Linked DNA regions of Pan troglodytes: region 1 is linked to region 2. Evidence: chromatin contacts called from public HiChIP or PLAC-seq data. All regions are on one chromosome and are shown on one strand. Each heading gives the region's core, a stretch centred on a gene start, on an enhancer-like site or on the middle of the called end of the contact. The rest is flanking DNA. Distances are from core to core; before and after follow the strand shown. Region 1 holds the start of LYPD6 (LY6/PLAUR domain containing 6). Region 2 holds the start of LYPD6B (LY6/PLAUR domain containing 6B).

Region 1 (2,700 bases), core at 184-2,683, 290 kb before region 2:
GCTTTAGGTTGTAACTGAACGCTTAGCCAAATGTGAATCAACGGAACTGCTGTTACCAGAGAGAAAAACAGGTCGCCAAGTCAAGCCCAGGCCAAATCCCAACTCTGTAGGTGGATGGTCCCTTCCCTGGGTTGTCGGGGTGGATGGCTGAAAGGCCTAGCGTGGTCTTGCAGCGGCGGGGAGGTACCTCCAGCACACTGCACCTCCCTTAGAGGCTCCGGGTGGCCGCAGCCGGGCTACCGCCACTGCCCCCCGCCCCGCAGCAACATGTGGGGTGCTGCCAGTCCGCCGCCCAGGAACTCCCTCCGGCTGGAGTTCCTGGTGGACGCATGCTGGGCCGTGAGAAGATGCTGAATTACTCCTGGGAAAGGTTCCTCCAGCCTTGAACTTGGCAGCTCCTGACCTTTCCATCCCACCCTCCACGCGCCAGCCCAACACACACGAGTACACACGCCCCTCTGGACCCGTCCAGGCTGCGCGCGGGGCTCTCTGCCCACTCGGGGCAAAACGCCGGAGGCCGGGACCCCAGTTCCTCTGGCCCCAGGGGGCTGCCCTAGCATCGGGTAGTTCCAGCGACTCAGCGCACTCCGTGGCTTGGCCAGGCCCCGCCTAAGCCGGGGCCGCTGGCACCAACCCCCTGTTCTTTTGTGCTCTCCCGGGAAGCCCGCCTCTACTCACCCGGGCTGCGCGCGGATTCCGGCCGCCAGCTGCAGCCCGCTGCCCCATCCCACGAACACTGCGGCGCCCCCAGAGTGTGCAATGCGGCGCCCCGCCAGCGCGCTGCCGGAGCCCGGGAGCTCAGGGAGGGAGCGAGGGAGCGCGGCGGGGAGAGGCGGGGGGCGGCTGGGGGCGCGCGCGCGCCACTCCCACTCGCGCCACTCCCACTCGCGCCGGGCACTGGCCGCCGCCTGCAGCCGCGGCCGGCCCGGCCTCGAGGGCCGCGGGACCAATCAGCGCGCGCGGGGGGAGCGGAGCCCTCCGCGGGGCGCGCTCATTGGCCCGGCGCGCGCGACCCAACTCCGGGAGAATCGGCCTGAGCGCCAAGTCTGCAAACTCCGGCCAGCGGGAGCCGACCGCCCGGCGCAGGTGGGGCACCCGGGCGCCGCGCTCCCGCCCGCAGGGTGAGCGGAACTGGAGAGATTTGGGACCTTCCCGGGAAGCCTGTTCCCAGTGAGCGTTGAAAGCGAGCAGTGTTTGCTCAGGGTGCACCGATACCTTCCTGTGCGCGACCCCCTGCGCCTCTCCCTCGCCGCCAGCCTCAGCCGGGCCAGCAGCTGCGTGCGTGGCTGCAGGCCCGGCAGTGTGAAATGACCCTGGCCAAATCTCACTCCCCGCCATCCCCTGGGCCCCGCGAAATCCGCCGGACCGCAGAGCTCAAGAGCAAGTGAAGCTCCGAACCCAGGGAAGGAGGAGACCACTTGACGTTTGCAGTAAAAGACCTAAGCTGCGGGGCGGAGCATGGAGGCGGTGGGAAGAGCCAGGAAGGCAGGTCTTAGGCAGTGGGAATCCGCCTATGGGTTTGGTGCAAAAAAGTCCAGGGCATAATACTGCCACCCTCTGCCCAACCCTTCCTCCAGGTAAAGCCCCTGCAGCCCTCTTGGGACGTATTGGTTTTTCTCTTCCTTGTTGTAAATCGTGTTTGACCCCCCTGGACGGTTCGATCTAGAGCCTTAGAGTGGAAGTGGGTCATAGTCCTACTCTCCCCTGAGCAGCGCGGGGGGCCGGCGGGGAGCCGGGGTGACCAGGGAAGGTCCCCAGGAAGGTCTGGAAGGACTCCACGGATATGCCCGGAAACTCGGAACCAGCCTCCCCACCTCCCCCCGAACTTGGCCTGCAAGGCTACCTTCGTAAGGGCGGCCCGCCCTGTGGCTATTTGTCCATCTTTGAGACCCCTCCACCTTCTCCTTGGATTTTCTACCCCTGGAGCATTTTTTCAGGCCTCTCCTGAATCACCCTGCCTTCCCAATAATCTATCCATACCAACATAAAAACATTCTTACTGTTTTTTTAATTAAACTTCCTTCCCCAGTCCCTCTATTTGGAAGGGCCTAGGATAACCTATTTTTGATCGACAGCTGCTAGACCTCAGAAAGTTTTTCTCTTAGTTTATGTGCACAGGCTTGCCCAAGCTCAGGGTTCAAGTAGGCAAAAAATAATTAGCGCCCCCTCAAGGTGGAGATCGCTGCCGCGCTGTCTTCCTGCAGGGCTCAGCAGGGTGAATGAATTGAATATGAATTAATCAACCTGAACTTGGAAATGTCTCTCCGTGTCTAGGCAGGTTACCTCTGCGGGTTAGCATCTACTAATGAGGGCATGTCCCGGGTGTCACTGCTGACACTCATTTAGTTTCCAGTTGGCAGTTCCGGTCCATGTACTTATTCACTTTATTAAAAAAAAAAATCGGTGCATAGTTTAGTGAAAATATTCATATTTGGGTTCAAAGTGAAGTTCAACGTATTAATGCAATTTATGAGAGCCGAGTTCCTGGTAGAGATGGAACCCTTAGGATCTCTTTTCAGAAATATATTTGCAAAGAAGGCTGGAAAGATATGCATATGAAATGTCTGCAGTGGTTATCTCTGCGTGTTGGGATAATGGATGGTTTTCTTGTTCTATATACTTTACGGTATTTTCTAAAGAACATTAATATTAATTTTAAATTTTTTAAAAAATGACTACCAACATACAACACTCCTCAGG
Region 2 (2,700 bases), core at 140-2,639:
TTCAAGTGACCAAAACCCAACCCAAAGAAAACAATTCTGACAAATACGATAGGTAATGATGAGGGCAGTCTGACAACACCCCCTCCATCTGCAGGGCCTGTGCACTGGCAGCCCTAATCTTGGCCTCTGTGATGCTGTCAGCAAGTAAGGCATCCTGCAGGAAGCCTAACCATGAACAAGTCAGGGTGGGAAAGAATGCCCCCACCCCACAACACACACACCACCACATCAACACAAAGGGGGAAAAATCAAGCAGTATGCTATGTACTCCATGAACATCATATAACCTAAGTCTGTTGTAATGATTATAATATTAATAATACCTATTTTAGTTTAAGGGACTGAGGCTCAGAGCAGTTAAGTAACTTGCCCAAGGTCACACAGCTAGTTACTGGAATTTAAATAGCATGCTAGACTTTTTCCACTCTCTGATCCCCTGGCCTTGGGAGGTGGACAGCACCCCTCCACCCACCAGCTCCCCCCAAACGCCACAGGGCATACAGACCTGAAGCCTGACAACCCAAGCCCCCTGAAGTCAGAGCAGCCTCCAGACCCGGCTTTTGAGAAGCCCCAGGTAACTAACCAATGTGTAAGGTAGGTTATTCAACAACAAAAGTAAAGAGCCGGGGCAAGGGAAGCGGCGGCACCCAAGCTGGTCCCGCGTGAAGCGCTGCAGGGGGAAACACTGGAGCTGGCACGCTCGCTCTTGGCCCCACGATCGGCCTTGAACCCCAGCCCCAGCTCCGCGCTCTCTCCAGCAATTTGACCCCCAGTATCTCCTCTCCCCTCGGCTCTGCCGAAGTCACTGGCCCCGCAGGGCTCTGGACGATTAGAGACCCACACCGCTCCAGCCTTGCCCCGGCCCCCTGCTCCCGTCCCGTCCAGATGTTGGCAGCTGCTCGCCCCGAGGCAGCGACCAGACCCCGACCCCGCCACTGCGCCGCGGCCCCGCGGCCCCGCGAGCTCCTGGCTGCCTCGGCGCGCCCAGAAGGGGCGCAGCGCATCTCCCGCCGCAGTCGCGCGGCCCCGCACTCGCTCCGGCGCGGGGTGAGCCGTCCCGAACCCACCACCGCCCCCGCCTGCTGCGCTGGCCCAGCTCACCTCGCCGCCCGCGCCCACCGAGCCTCTCGGCGCCCTCACCCGGCTCCCGGCCCAGGCTCCCAGCGCACCCGCCTGGGGCCGGCGTTGGCTGCGACCGCGCGGGGCGGGGCGCGGCTCCTCCCCGCCCTGAACCACCTGGGGCGCGGGAGGGGGCCGGGCCGGGACAGGTGAGCCTCGCCCGCGAGGGAGCAGCCCCGGGCCCGGCTCCGCTGGGAAACCGCAGGGCTCCACCACGAGGTTGAAAGGAGGCCCAGGCGGGCGGCAGTGTGGTAGTGGCCAGCGCTGGGGAGGCGGCAAGGAGCCTGTTCCCACCCAGCCAGCCCGGCTCAGGAAGTGAAAGAAGCACGGGATTCGGACCCCACCCAGCTTAAAGAGGGGAGGGTCCAACCCCTTTCTTCCTAGAATGTAGAAACGAGGAGTGCAGACCCTCGGGAGTGAAAATGATTGGGCCAAGGGTGCAGGTGAGTTAGTTCAGGATTGGAAGAACTCTGAAAGACCTTTTTTGACCATTCCATCCAACCCCGTCCCCACCTTGCCCACCCGTCAAGTGATTCTCTCCCCCTTTTTAAATAATGACATTAAGCTATAAATAAGATAATTTCATATAGTGACGTCCTCCCCACCCCTGGACGGTAAGCCCCAGGAGAGGCAGGAACCTTACCCGTCCACTACTGAATCACCAGAGCTTTGAAAACTCAGGGCATTTAATACCTGATGAACAGACTAGGTGGCGCCCAGTCTTTTGCGTCCAGCCTTAGACTGGTCCCCTCGGCCCAGAGCTGCTCCAGCATCATTCCAAGCTTACTAGGGAGAATCCAGAGGCAAGCTGTCAGATCCCGGGCCACCTGTCCTCTCTCTACTGCTTACTCCCCACCCACTGCCAGCCAGGCAGCTGGGTTGTGGGAGGTCTACACTCCCAGGGCACCTTATAGTGGTCAAGCAAATCTTTAACTTCTGAAGATGCCACAGACAGGAGAACTCTGAAATAAAACACTGTCCGGCCAGCCTTGCACTGTGGAAACACAGCTCAGAGTATGGGCCACTGACCCAAGATCCCATGGCTGGTAGCAGAGCTGATCCTGGGTCTGCATTTCTAAAGACAGTTGGCTGGTCTGGGGCCTTTGAGGGGCTGCTGGTTATGCCTGCAGTGGGGAAACCTGGGTACAGAACTTCTGCAGAAGTGGGGTCTGGGTTTGGCCCTCTGCTGAGACTTCTAATCTGTCTTTCCAGACCTCTCAGGTCAAGCATCACCTGAGCCAGCTTGCATTTATTGAGGCCCCTGACAATTGCAAAAACAAAAACAATGGTATTTTTAGGTGTTCCATTTAACAAATGGCCTTCACTCACACACACACACACACACACACACACGCACACACACACACACGAGGTAATGTGTCATGCTGCTCCTCACATGTTAATTTCAAGACTCGTTAAAAAAATCCATTCCGTGAAAAAATTCATTTCACTGCAGAAAGCACTGTACAACTTTAAAGTTGTATGGAGAACATTCCTTCTTATGACTATTTCAGTACACTTCCGTGACTATATATTAAACCTCCAAGGCCAAAATGGGAGGATCTCTATTAAGGTGAGGTC

What was found. HiChIP or PLAC-seq counts read pairs in DNA pulled down with a chosen protein or histone mark.
Region 1: an H3K4me3 HiChIP or PLAC-seq map of stem cell-derived excitatory neurons shows a contact between it and region 2, with 5 times the contacts expected there. The contact joins the promoter of LYPD6 here to the promoter of LYPD6B in region 2. A contact is called at or near these places in 1 of 7 Hi-C or Micro-C datasets (induced pluripotent stem cells), 1 of 1 datasets of contacts at active chromatin or transcription factors (stem cell-derived excitatory neurons) and 1 of 1 other capture datasets (stem cell-derived neural stem cells).

What each region holds. Positions count from the first base shown.
Region 1 is chr13:51,368,034-51,370,733 of NHGRI_mPanTro3-v2.0_pri, reverse strand. It overlaps LYPD6 (LY6/PLAUR domain containing 6), which reads right to left and starts at 1,433. Exons shown (of 5, transcript XM_063790504.1): 1 at 1,216-1,433.
Region 2 is chr13:51,075,988-51,078,687 of NHGRI_mPanTro3-v2.0_pri, reverse strand. It overlaps LYPD6B (LY6/PLAUR domain containing 6B), which reads right to left and starts at 1,389. Exons shown (of 7, transcript XM_525939.8): 1 at 1,102-1,389.